Linked DNA regions of Gossypium arboreum: region 2 is linked to region 1. The links are chromatin contacts, called in public Hi-C maps. All regions are on one chromosome and are shown on one strand. Each heading gives the region's core, a stretch centred on a gene start, on an enhancer-like site or on the middle of the called end of the contact. The rest is flanking DNA. Distances are from core to core; before and after follow the strand shown.

Evidence for each region. A called contact is a pair of places that touch in the nucleus more often than the background predicts.
Region 2: a contact with region 1 is called in a Hi-C map of leaf, with 4 times the contacts expected there. The contact joins the promoter of LOC108483514 here to the enhancer-like site in region 1. A contact is called at or near these places in 2 of 5 Hi-C or Micro-C datasets (both in leaf).

The regions. Positions count from the first base shown.
Region 1 is chr1:78,519,707-78,527,135 of ASM2569848v2, forward strand. No RefSeq gene overlaps it. Among protein-coding and RNA genes, the nearest start is that of LOC108482082, 4.6 kb to the left of the region's middle. Within about 2 kb of position 4,290, at least 2 of the 2 cell types and tissues checked have an H3K27ac peak or open chromatin away from gene starts, as enhancers often do. A contact at or near this core is called in leaf, where this site is marked.
Region 2 is chr1:78,630,909-78,638,337 of ASM2569848v2, forward strand. It overlaps LOC108483514 (cysteine proteinase mucunain-like), which reads right to left and starts at 3,241. Exons shown (of 5, transcript XM_017786960.2): 1 at 2,377-3,241; 2 at 1,184-1,419; 3 at 951-1,091; 4 at 393-845; 5 at 10-313. The coding sequence starts at 2,851. The coding sequence ends at 245.

The sequences.
Region 1 (7,429 bases), core at 3,040-5,539:
AAAAAAAAGTTGTATGTTTTGAGGTTATTAATTTTTAAATTGAAAAAAGGCTAAAATTAGATAAAAGTTTTAAAGTTTATCATGTTTTATCAAATTTTGTTAAAAACATTTCTTATAATTTTAAAGTCTAGGTTTTGTCAAAATTTAATGAAATTATTATTTTAGATAAATATAAACAAATTTTTGTGATAAAGATAGAAGTATTTTAAATAAATATAACCGTGTTGTAATAAAAATTGAATATAGCACTAAGATGAGGGACGTACTTTTCTCCCTTAATGGATTGGTTCAGTTCCCCAACTAATAAATCATTTAAATAACGTATTCATTATTTTAATTTGTATCTAATCGTAATTAAATCTCTTATTAAATATTAGTTTAACACGAATTTAAATTGTATTATCTTCATCTCCACCCCTAATACAGAAGTGTAGCTAGGGAATAGGCAGGGCTCAGCCTCCTTAAAATGAATTTTTTTATTTAAATCTTTTAAATTTTTAAAATTTTAAATTAATAAAGATAAAATTATAACTTAATCCCAAAAATTAATAATATTTTAATTTAATTTTTAAAATTATAAAAATATAATATATTAAAATAATAAAATTACATTTTTACTAACATAAAATTATAATTTAATTTCTATCGCTTCTAAAAAATTTATTTTGAAAATTAATAACGCCTGAATTATGGGCCATACCAACACAATTACTTCAACACGTGACATTCATTAACTTAAATATCGCCAGTCTTATTTTACTCTAATTCGGGTATAAATGTATAGTATTTAATTTTGTTTTTTTCAAATTTTCTATATGTCTAGAGATGATATGCGTCCCTTAAAATAATATAAAATGTAATTTTTTTTATCTCGTGGGTTTATTCTATTTATTAAACTGTTGTTTAATATTAATATATTTGACATAGGAAAAAATAAAGATATATTAATAATAAAAGTTTAAAGATGTTTATTATTTTGATTTTATATTCACCTATTTAGTCAAAATAATTATTACATTTTAAGAATAGGAATTAGTGTGTTCATCTAATCTGATTTTTCTCCTTTTAGTATATATAAAAAGAAATTAGCACTTATTCGGAAAAAAAAAGATTGATTGTAAAATCTTTGCAAAATTACTTTTAATTAGTACCTTATTAAGAAATTATATATATTTATCAATTTAAGTTTGAAAATATATACTTATCTATTTAACGCTAAATTGAGTTAATATTTTTAAAAGTTACATTAATAATTAATTTAATATTGTATCTTTTGAGTTTATTACATTTTTAAATTGAGAAACGCTAAACCTAGATAAAAATTTTAAAGTTTATCATATTTCTATCAAATTTTGTTAAAAACATTTGTTATAATTTTAAAATATATTTTAATAAATATATAGTCAGGTTTTGTTAAAATTTAGTAAAAATATTATTTTAAATAAATATAGCCTTTTAATAAAAATAGAAGTATTTTAAAACTTAGTTTAAATAAATATAACCTGGTTCTAATAAAACTAGAAATGAACAAATTAATTGAGTTTCAATTTAATTGGCATAAATATTGTTATTAATACAAAAAAAACCTAGGTTGGAGTGTTTAAAGCAAAATAAAAAATAAAAAATTGATGCCTGTATTTTTAAAAATAAATAAAATAGCATTTTAAATCAATCACGTACTAGAGAAAGCAAAAACCCTTCCTTACCAGGACTTATCAATCCATAGCAGCCTGGCTTGGGCTCTCTCAACAGAAAGGTCAACATCTTTTGATCGATTGTTTCAGCAAATTATTTATGTAGGTGTACCATGAAGCCATGATAATGAAGAGAAACGGCCCTCCTGGATTTTGCCTTCACTCTGCTGTGCGGTGGTAGTGGACATCAACTCCCACTTCTCCAGGGTTTGTGTCCCAGTCTAATAATCATGCTTGTCCATTGATATCATCCAACGCCAAAGAGTATCAAGGAAACCGAAAACAAACAAGTTAGCAACTAGCAAGCAGCCATAAAGAAGCAGGTAATTAACTGATTGATGTGTTCTTATCAGCGTAAAAACCTGCGGCCATGATTAGGCTACTATCACTGAGGCATGTTGACTGCTATTATGGTGTTGTGAGTATAAGCGTGTAAATCTCATGCATGTTCAAACTCCTATTCCTCCAACGTCGACTCCAGTCCAAGTGTTTTAACATTCAAGATACCAGAAAGTTGTTGGAGAGAAATTAAACCATTTAATCATCTAACAAGCTCCGGACCTATAGAATCAAGTGCTTTGGATCTCAGTAACTTTACATACATGCCCGACCTCATGATGTCAACAAAACTTGTTCCTCTAAAACTTAAAAAGAAACAAATGCAAAGCCAATCACCAAGGAGATATATAGATGCATGTCAACAAAGTGAGATCCATTGCAATCAATATTTTGTCTTGTCATTTTTAACAACATGAAGTGCCAGTCATGAACCATCTACACTTATAAAAGATTGAAGCCATTGGATGAAACCACATCAGAAACTCGAAAACTGTGTTGATAACCTTGAACCTGTTAAACCAGTTAGCAAAGAGATAGTTATGTCTTCTCTTTCAATTTTCGCTATTAAGGATGATTCTTTTTAGTACAGACAATGATTTTTTTTTTTATCTACTTGCTGAATAATTTACTTCAATCTGAAACATTTTATTCGATTATAGTCAAACTAGTAGTGTTCCACATTGTTTCAAATTGGTGTTCAAGACTTGTTCTGTTGTTCCTGGTGCTTGAAAAAGATTAGTGACAAATAGCTGAAGGTTCCTCCTAGAAAAATAATGTAACCACTTGCTAAATTGATAGTTGTGGTTGGAAGTTAATTTTCTAAGTAGCGATTTAAATACATTTATAAGATGCAGGGACAACATCCCCTCCCTCCCCCCGGCTCCTCCATAACTACTCCGGCGACTAATGACCTTGAGGACTATGTCATTAGGGTTCCAGGGCTTTGATATTGGACTATGTTGTTGTATTTATTTTATCTAGACTTCGAATCCTTTATCTATAACTAGGTTTTTGTTTTAATGAAAAAAAGAATAACATTCACCAATTTATATCAACATGATTTATTTGTTTAGAAAAAAGCATTCTTCCTTTAATTTTATATAAGTTAAAGTAGGTAAAAGAAGTTAATCTCTTAGCATCCACACATTGTGTACAAGATGAATGCATAAGGAGAAAGCCATTACTGTGTATCGTAACCAGAATGCAGTAACCAAATAAATTTAGTGAGAATTAGAAATTGAAATTAGCCCAATGCTTGTTGTAAATGAAAGGGAATTTTTTATTTTTAGGCCTATAAATTTATTTAAGCTAACAAAAGAATTATGGAACGAGGATTCAAACCCAATAGGGGCCGTACGCCTTTCTTGCCAATAATCCAACAAACTATGTTTGTTAAAAATGATATTTTTTTTTCTTTAGGGTTAATAACGAGTTAACTGTTGCTGATACTGAAGAAGTCATATAGAAGTCCAAAAGATTTCTTTTTTGATGGACCGAAGAAAAAGGTCCCATGATACTTCTTCTACCTCAAACTTCCTTGTCCAAAATAAAAACCTCCATCTTCTTGCTCTCAGCATTGTTCGAAAAATCCTTCCTTTTTTATTTTTTCAATTTGCTCTCTCTCACCAGATGTGTTCAACGGGATTAGTAAATCAGCCCAAATTTTGTAACATCCTAAATTTTTTATTAAACACGTGATATTATTCTGATAGCGGATATAGTGAATTTTCAAGAAATTGGAGAAAATTTTCTTATGAGCATAAAGCTATCTTGGATATAAACATTAATGAAAGGAATTTTAAAAGTGAAAAGGTGATGAAAAGATTAAATCACAAATTTTAAAAAATTTGAGGATTAAAAGTGCAATTTGACCAAAAAATGTGAAAAGTGATTAATGGACATAAGGATAAATTGAAATAAGTATCAGTAGTATAAAAATAACTTTTAGGACCAAATTATAAAGATTTGATAATATAGGGATTAAATTGTAAATTTGCTAATTTTACGGAGAAAAAGGTAAAAGTATAGTTCTTAGTACCCAAGATTATGCATTAAGTATGAAATGAGATTAATGGAGCTTGGTTTGATTAATAACTATTTTTTGTTAAGAAATTATGCTTTACATTGGTAATTTGGAAAGTATTTTATGTTGGAAATATTAATTTGATGATATAATTAATTTATGGAACTATTATGGATCATTGGGTCAATGAAATAAGAAATTGGATCATAAAATTTTAAGACTTGGGCTTTGTGACCCACTTGGGTGTTTTTTAAAAGGAAGAGAAAAGAAACCCCCATTCAGGCATTACCAGCTGGCCAGCACTCCCTCTCCTTTTCCTTCTCCTTTTTCTTGTTTTTCTGTTGAAATTTCTCCAAGAATCTTACCAACCATCTTGATTTCTCAACAAAAGCTATCAGAAAACCCTTCCATGGACTTGATTTCATCTCCAATCTCCATTTTTCAACTAGGATTTGTGGTGTTTTTAGTGAGAGAAATCATGGTTAGTGAAAGGAAAAGTCCATTAAAAGTAAGAGTTGGTGTTTTCTCTCCTCCTAATTTGATATTCTATTAAATTTTCATGAGTTATTATTTGAATAGAATTCTAAGCATATTAATTATCATTTAATTAATATTAGAGTTAATTAGTTATTATTTTGAATAATGTTACTTTCATTAATTACATAAAGTAAAATTATATTATATATTGAATATGTTTTAAGTATTATTAGAAATTTTTATTATAATATTTGAATTGATAAGGTAATATATTTTATTTAGTGAAAATATTTGGTACATTCTTAATTAAATTTTTAGACCCCACAAATAAGATTAAAAAGTTGACAGGTGTCTTATAAGGGTATATTAAAATATTTAAAAAATAATTTTTAAAATTACTGGTAGAATGAAAGAAAATACACTATCAATGTATCAAATAGTAACCATTTTAACTATATTCAATAATTCAAATAAGAAAATTTATTTTATTCTAATTGCTACAATAAAAAGTTAAAATATTTAAAAAAAATTAAAAGCTCATATAACAATAAAAATTAATATAAATTTGATAAGGGAATAAGATGTGAATGGTTGGTCGAATGAATGAATTCAAGCCTGTCATTAATGTTTGTGGAATATAATCTTCGGAGAATTATAATAATGAATCAAATAAAAATATTTATTAAAAATTATTTGATATTACCTAAAAATAAAATGATATAAATGTCATTAATTAATTAGTAAAAGGAAAGAAGATGTTAATGTTGGGCATATTCAAGTTTGTGATTAATGGGATTAAAGGCATAGCCATTTGTCAGCGTCAAAATATAATCATTAATACCCAAATTCCCAAATACCTTAAGCATTAATTAAAGAATTTTAATAATGAATGCCTCAAACACATCTTCTTAATTACCATATTTACTACTTTTAATAGTATAAGATTTCATTTTGGTTTTCTTTTAATTAAAAATAAATTAATTAATTGGAGTAAAATATTTTTCGTTTAAAAAAGTAAAATTATTATTTATTTAGCCCTTCAACTTTATAAAATGTCATTTTAATATTCCATTTAATTATTCGTTATTTTTAACCCTTGAACCAGGGGCGAAGCCAAAACAATTTTTTAAGGGGACCGAATGAAATTTTTATTTTTTATAGTCTATATTTTTATCATTTTAAATGATTAAATCTAATTTTTATAATTTTAAGGGGGTCAAAATATAATTTTACATTTACTAATTTAAAATTTTAAAAATTTTTAAAGAGCCTAAATAATAATTTTTTATTTTAGGAAGGTCAAGGCCCTACCAGCCCCCCCTAGCTTTATCTTTGCCTTAAACTTGTATTTTTTTGTCAAATCACCTTAAAATTGATAGAAAATTTATTTTTTTATTTTGCTAATGTGTCATAAACGTGGATTGCCACGTGGCTAACATTCCAACATTTAATTAATTTTTTAAAATTTTAAAAATTCAAAAAAATAAAAATTATTTTTAAAATTAAAAATCATTAAAAAGTATAAAATTATAAAGAAAATATTTTTTAACTTTTAAAAATTTACTAAAAGTTGACATGTCACCCAAGTGGCAATCCACATGTATGATATATTAGCAAAGTTAACAAACATTAACTTTTTTTATCCATTTTGAGCTGATTTTACAAAAAAGAAAAATGAAAGTCCAAGGGCTAAATGAGGCGAAAATTAAATGGATGGTTAAAATAATATTTTTATAAAGTTGGAAGGTCAAAAAAATCATTATGCCTTAAAAGTATTAAAATTGTATCATTAAATGCTTATTTTGGTGTTACGTATGAGTTATAATAACAAATTTTGCATACAACTTTTAAATTTTTATTCAAATTGATCCATACTCTTTTATTTGGAGCAAATTAATCCTTATTCTTTTATTATTATATACACTTCAACAAATAATCTAAAAATTATTAAAAGAACTTAAAGATATATATTATAATTATAATTCCAAAATTATAAAACATTTCAAAATAAAAAAAAGTTAAAAATAAAAATTATGAAAAAATTCTAAATATATCTTCCACTTTTAGCTTTAATACATATTATTATTACATTTTCAACTTTAATATCTTATTATTAATAAATTTAACCTTTCATATCAAAAGGAGTTTAAATCTACTTTTCAGTGAACATACACTCCTACATTTTATTGCACTTAAATATATTCTTAGTATTTAATTTGCATTTAAATAAGTTCTTAACTTTTTAATTTGCATAATAAATATTTAATCCTTTTTTTCTATCCAAATAAAGTAAAATCAAATTTGTATTAAACAAATAAACCAATACAAGCTAAAATAGTACTCTATGGAATTTCATGTAAATGAATGACATCTTTTTCAAAACTAAATTAATCAATGAATTTTTTGTTCTTTTATTTGACTTAAAGAATAAGAGAACTAAAATGCAATTCAAGATATAGTATAAAGATCGTTATAATATTTTTACCTTTGTAATATGATATATTCCATAAATACTAGTTCGTAGAGATAGAAATATTTGTGAATGGATTTATAATTTAAAATTGAGACAATCTAAATTATAAATTATCTTATTGAAATTTTGATACAAATGGACTAAACTTATTAAATAACCCTACTTATATAGAGTGCAAAATCTTTAATCGATTAATTGATATTGTAGTGGTAAGTTGAATCATATTATTGATCAAGTTATTGGTTTAATGATAAAATTTGTATGGGTTTAAGTTGACTAGCATTAGGTTTAGGATTGTATCCATTAACATGGGAGTTTATTCCGAACTAGTACTGCCCGAAATGCTTTGGTCTAATGCTCTACTAGAATGCTTAAGGCTAAATTTCATTTAGCTTGAAATTTCGCCCTCTTTCGATTGTTTCA
Region 2 (7,429 bases), core at 1,991-4,490, 110 kb after region 1:
TGAAGCAACTTTTAAAGCAGGAATAGAATTTTTTCAAAGTCATTGCTAAATGATGACATGATATACAGAAATTGGAAATATTCTATCCATTTCCCAAATACACCATGGGTTATAAATAGGATACTATATACATAATTGTCACCATCCATCTACTGATATTAGACCCAAGGAGATTGCTAAGCACTGTCAAGCTTTCATCTTCTCCCTTGTAACCCATCATCTACTGCATTACAATCCCAGGCTTTCAATGTGCCCAGAACGGTTTAGCTGGAGTGCGCTTCAGTGCCTTCACTGCCAAAGGATTGCCCTTGCTCTGCCAAAAAAACAACTGTTTAAAACTTCAATTGAAACAAATAGAATGAAAGGATTGATGACTTTGGACTTAAGCGTACCATCAAGCAGGTGCCTTCATGTATGTTGCAGACAGGGTAGTCATGAGGGCAGCAGCTGTAGCGATCTTCGCAGCAAGTGGCAGCCTCGAGTGGGCAGCATCCCCAAGCAAAGCAGTAGTTATAGTACTCGTATATGCAGCAGCAGGTATTGCTCTCGGGACAGGAATAATAACTATCGCACACGGTCGGAGGCTTTATAGGAGATGGTGGAGACGGTCCGGGATTGGGGGGATTTTCACCTGTTTTGATCGGATAAGAGGCTTCCATCGCGATCCCACATTTGCCAGTTACGGTATTGGCCACATTCCTTGCCATCCTGATATAGCCTGCTTCTCCCCAGCTGCTTCCCCATGAGTTCTTTACAATCCAATAGTCTTTACCTTTCTCTGTGCCATATCCAACAGCAGTGACACCGTGGTCTAGTTGTGTTCCACATTTTCCATCAAATATACCCTGGAAAAAACCGTAAAAATGTCATTTATCGGACAGTGCTCGGACTTTGATAAGCCAGTTGTGTTCTTGCAGAAACTAGTAATTTTGATGGATGCAGAATCTTACTGATTGATATAACTGGAAACTCCTTCCTCCTGCCTCAATGGCAACGCTCACCGGTTGATTCGCGACTGCCTTTTTCAATGCTTTCTCGTCATTTACCGGAACATCCTCATAATCATTGATCGAAACAACTTTAGCATTTTTCTGCAAGGTGATTAAAAACACCAAGATTCAGCAAGGAAATTGAAATTCTATCTTTGTTCCTTTCCCAACTCTAAAAAAAATATGAAACCTACCCGGTAAGGGTCACATGTACCGTCACGAGCGGTGTAAGGGTAATCTTCTTCGGTGTCAATGCCACCATTTTTGATGATGAATTCAAAGGCATAATCCATGAGACCCCCATTGCAACCTTCATTGTAAGATGTATCACAATCCACCAACTCCTGCTCAGATAGTGAAAGGAGTTCGCCTGTAACAATCTGGTTTATCCCTTCCACAGCAGCAATAGTCGAGAAAGCCCAGCAACTCCCTGTATTTAACATTAAATTCTCAGTAAAATCATCTTATTACAAACATGTAATAACTATTTAATATATTATATAAAAACATTGGAATCTATCAATTCATTAAGCTGTCTATATCTTATATGGTTCAACTTTTACAGTGGAGTAAGCCCCTGAACTTTCGTGCAAGGAACCTTACTCCTTACCCCACAGAAAGCAGCCACCTCAAGCACTAACACTTCCACTAACTGCAGGGCTGCGGAAGCATCCTTATATCCGACACAATACTACTATAGGTCATAGTTCATGGGTCGGGTCTAACTTTCCGCGAACCGTTGCATCTGTTCAAAATGCTCCCACTCTATAAATCCATCAAAATTTCGGACAAAATCGGATGATAAAACTGTACTTCTGAAGTCGACAAATATATTTATATATTTATATATTTTAACCTAATTAACTCAAAAAATGAGTAAATTAATCTATATATATTAAATCAAAAAATAAATCAATCTTTTTTTGTTAAATATTTTATCCTATTAAAAACTAATATCACTGAACGAATAATAATACAGTGAGTCACTTATTAGACCGAAATCAATTTTTAACTTATGAGACCGAAATCAATTTTTAAGTTACTTACTTTTACCTTATATAAGAAACCTACATATATCCAATACTCCACCTCAAAATCTGAATAACCAAACAGAACCCACAAAGCAAAGGTTTCTAAGATAAGGACAGATACAGGAACCTTCCCTGAAACATCGGAACTAAGTTATTTGTTTAATTTTTTTTTTTTGTTCTTTCTCTCCAGGTTTTACAGTTGGCTCAAAATAATTACAGTCTATCTGGCGGCAGAAGACATGGATAGATTCATTTGACAGAAACAAAACAAAATCATCTGAAAGTATAAGTTAAAATGCTAGTTTTCAGACAGACAAGAGAAGCATCCATAAAAGAAAATTGAGAGAGAAACTTACCGCAACTTCCTTGATCTTTGACTTCAGCGACAGCCCCTTTTTCCCTCCAATCAACGGAATCGGGCAACTTTTGGCCGAGAAGCGGGGCGTATCGGTCACTGGCCTTGGAAACTTTCCGGTTGGGTTTCTTGATTCCCAAGTAGATGGCTCGGTACTCCTCGTTGGTAAGATCAGCAAAGCGGTTCAAACCAACCTTAAAACTGTGACTCTCATCGGCGTTATGTTCATCGATGAACCTAAGGTTATCCTTAAAAATCTGGAGCCTCCTCTCTTTCTCACCCAAACCGTTGTATGTTTTTCCATGCTTTACAAGCCACTCCTCGTACATGGCCATAACTTCGTCGTCTGTTCTCCAACTAGACGTTGACTTGTCGGGATGGGCTTCATCGTAGGATATAATGGACATGTCGGAAGCTGATGATAAAGTGAACATCATCAGCAAAAGCATAGCCATAACCGATCCCTGAGAACCCATCTTGTCTGAGAAAAAGAAAAAGGAGAAAAGGAATAGGATTTTGAATGTGTGGGGGAGAAGAAAGGCGAGAGACAGTAGGCTTATAAAGAAAAAAAGAAGATTAATGGTAGTAACCCAATGTGAAACTTGGTAATAAACAATTAAAATACGATAAAATGGGGGTGATAACAGTACAGCGGAGAAGCATGTGGATGCGATGTGGTAGGTAGAGCAAAGAGAAAGAGCAGCCCAGCCCACGAAGATAGGAGCTTTTGTAAATAATTCAGACAGTTGCACAACCTTTTAAGGGGAGAGAGTTGGCATGCTAAACTTGAAATTGATCGCCAAACTTTGGGTGATTTTGGATTGGCCACGCAGGTTAACTTTCAACTCTATAAACTCCAAACCTTAACCTCAATCAATACCATTAATAAGAGTTGTTGTTATACCTCAATCACAGTAATTCTAAAAATTATATTTAAAATAAGATATATTATTTAATTTTTAAAAATAATATATATATAATTAAATTTAAATATATTAATTTAATTTTAAATTTATTATTCAATTAAAATTTTATGTTTTTTTATATAATTTTAATTTCATTATGCAATCTATGATAATGGGAAAGTTTTTTAGTGTATAATATTTTACTAAATTTTATTATACTGATAAAAACTAATGTTAAAATTATATTCATAAAAATTTAATAATTGAGTTATAAATAAAACTTTCACAATATTTTTATTTTTAATTGGTTTAGTTAAATATTTAATATAAAAATAACATTAATTACATTAATATTTATTATTATTTTTAAAAATAAATTTTAAGTAATTTTCCTAATAATATTACCAATAGAAGTGTTTTGTTTTAGATAATATTTGGAAAATAGAGAAAAAAAGGTTTGGCACCCTTGAGAAAAACTTTGAAGACCACAAAAGATATATAAGTGTTTGGATTGAAGTTGTAAAAGTGTAGGACCCAATGGAAGTTGGGGAATATATATATATATATATATATGCATCAATAATTTAGGTGCTGACCTCCCCACATTTCACTTTCAATATTAGATGATAGGATAGGCGCCCCAATTGTTGAGTCATTCACGCCTTCTCTATTTCTTCAGCTATTAAACGACTTCCATCAAAATATCTTTTACGAAACATTAGATTTTTTTTTATATTAATAATTTTTTATTTTATTTTCAGTAATAATGCTTCATCGTTAGGAAAAAAGGAATATAATTTCTGGGTATTTGAAAAGTAAAATAATATGGTGACATTGACCCCAAAAGTGATATGGGCATAGGATGTTGTTGTACCCATATAATTGATTAGGACGGAGACAAGCAACTTAAATTTGGACTGTTTTATCAAAGAATCCAACCAATTTGCTTATTATTGATTTCCTTAATTTATGCTGCTATGGCCAATATATCCTATATAAATCAACTACAACAATATTCATTAAATTAAGGCTAAGTTTTTATTTTATCATTTAACTATCAAATATCAAATGTTATAATATAGTCATTCACGTTATTACTGAAGTGATTAATTTAATCATTAAATTATACGTCTAATCTTATGTTGAATAATTTAAAATGAAAATTTTAAAAAATTTGATGTTGTAAAAGTGGCTGTTATAAAATATTGATTATGAGGTTTTTAAAGTTTTTACAAAAGTTATATCTTTCACTGTTTTCTTCTTTTTTTTTTCAGTTTTAACATATATTTTTTTTAATTTTTACTTTTAGAAGTGTTGGAAAATATAAAACTGACAATTTGGTGCTAGATGGAATGCCTACTCTCCTAACCACCAAATTTATATAGAGACAAATTTCATATTTAAAGTGTTGACATTTTATTAAACAAATTTTTAGGCTATGTTGATTATAAGGTTGATATTTAACCCATTATAAAAGATCATATTATATGTGAATCTTATATTGCTGATTGAATTGATTCGAAATTACCCAAGACAATCCCTTAAATCATGGACTTTGGATTGGATCATGATTCTGGTTGTTGAGTTATTAAGAATCTATTTTTATAGTTTCTATTATTATAATATATTAAACTTATTTTATTGTTGTTTTAGTGAGATTGGGATAGATCTTCATATGTAAGCAAGTTTTAAAACAAAGCATAGCTATTTTTTTTCTCCAATTTCGAAAAAGGACCAAGAAGAAATATGATAGCATTGTTTTCTAATTGACTATTTACCTAATTGCCCTTGATTAAAATCATGCAAAACTCAATATTTACAACCCCATAACCATCTAAATTAAATTGTTATGGTCTAATTATAACATAAATCCTCCTACTTTAAATATTTAAGCCATTATGTTAAGAAAATCAATATTAAGCAACCTTTTCATCTTTTACGATTTAGTCCTTTTTAAAATTAATTAACTATCTAAACGATGAAATTTCTTAACCAAATTTTAATACAACCATAATGACCTTGTAAATATTTAAATAATTAATATTTACAAACTAACACATCGAAATTTGTGGTCCCGAAACTATTGTTTTGACACCACTAAAAAATGGGTTGTTACATGGACGAAGGAAAATGTAGCAAGGGAAAGGTTGATAAAAACATTTCTTTTCAAGTCAACAAAGGAATGCCCACTTCCCAGAATGTTAACATAAAAGACCTTTAGCAACAAATAGTCTTACTCACTTAGAATTTCAATAAGGCTTTCAAAAAACAAGCAAGGAGATTTAAAAGGTTTAAAGTTAGTGCTAATGCTCCCAAGAACAACTCAAAGGGAATTGTGATTAAAGAGGAACTTAAAAAGGATAAAAATAAGGTTATGAATGTCAAGTTTGTGGTTTTATTCAATTAGAATGTGCCATACATGACTTGTATATGACATGGTTTTACTAGCAACACTGGAATTTATAGTTTAATGAAAGAGCTAACAGTATCCTCTTATTGGCATTGTGTGGATTGATAAATATAGAACATGGCCACAGGTTGCTTGTACTCGAATGAGTAATTTATCCACAGGTTGCTTGTACTCGAATGAGTAATTTATCACATTCATTTGTTTACAATGATCATATTAATCATTAAGAAGACACAATTCTGACAATGAGATAAAATAGGATTGTATTGAGTGAACGAATTTAACTCAAAGAAATCAAGGATATCATATGAAGGTAACACACACATGACAAGGTCATTAGACAAAGCAGTTAGATGAATTTCTTTCGTAAAGAGTATACAATAATGAGTTTTCAATCATGGTACTTCTTGTGGACTGACCCCATGATTAAGTAATTACGAATTATTGGAACAATGCTTTTAGACATAATTGCAATTACTAGAGCCTAATTGTATATGTCCGATTTGTCCCTCTGCTAGCTCAACAAAAGCTTGATCAGACTGCATTTGAATCAGAAGAAAATTCTACAACTTTGGAAATAATTTAATTGAGTCGATTTATTCAATGTGGAATTAAATTAGGTGGTTGTAAGAATTGTTCAACCTAGTGAATTTGATTAAAGAATTTTCTTGAAAAATTAGTTTGGAAAATCTAAGTGATTTTTGGGAAAATTAATTTTGATAAAGTAAAATTAAATTAATAAAATTAATTAAAATTAATATGACATTTTTGGAAATTAATTTTCAAGTTAGACAATTGGCTCAATTTGGTCAGGAGCCCAAAACCGAGACTAAGGGCTAGTTTGGCAATGCTTTTGAAAAGTGCTGTAGAAAAGTGTTTTTGGGAAGTGCTTTTGAAAAGTTTAGTTTAAAATTTGAGTGTTTAGCATTGCTGTCAAAAAATGCTTTTGAGAAATAAAATGTCTATTTTAGACATGTGATTATCAAGTAACAAATATACATTTAAATAATATTTAAATTAGTTAATATTATTATATTTTAATAAGAATATAAAAAATTTATTATAACTTCTTGTTAATATTTTAATATATAAAATATAAATTTTAAATATTTTAAGCAATAAATATTAATTACTTATAAAATTTAATTAGAATATATAAACTATATTTTAAATATTTAAATATAAGTTTAAATATTTTAATTAGCATTTTAAAAATATTTTTATTTTAATTAATGATTTTAACACATTTATAATTAAGTACCAAGAAAAAAAGGGAAGTACTATGTTATTGGAGGGGTGAAAAAGTAATTAAGCACTAAAAGTGCTTTTGGGAGAGGAAAAACTAAAAATTTTAGCTTCTACTTTTCAGAAGTGCTTTTCAAAAGCACTTCTGAAAAGCTAAAAACTTCAGCCAAAAGCAGCTTGTTCTGCACAATTTTTCTTCCATAAGTGCTTTTGGAGTCAGAAGTGCTTTTGAAAAGCAATGCAGAACTGGCCCTAAGACCCAAAAATTGGTCGAACCAGGACTTGTATGTGAAACTGGGCAAATGGTCCAACCAGTGGCTGGACCAGATCATTCAGGCCATCACTAACCCGAATTAAACCGCTAGAAATCGAACTAGCTCGGGGTGCCGACGGCTGCAACGACGACATTCCGGTGGTTGACAAATGGTCTATGGTGGTGTTTCTTTGGTGGTTGAGGAGTGAAATAATTACACTCCTACTGGGGCTCTACTAGA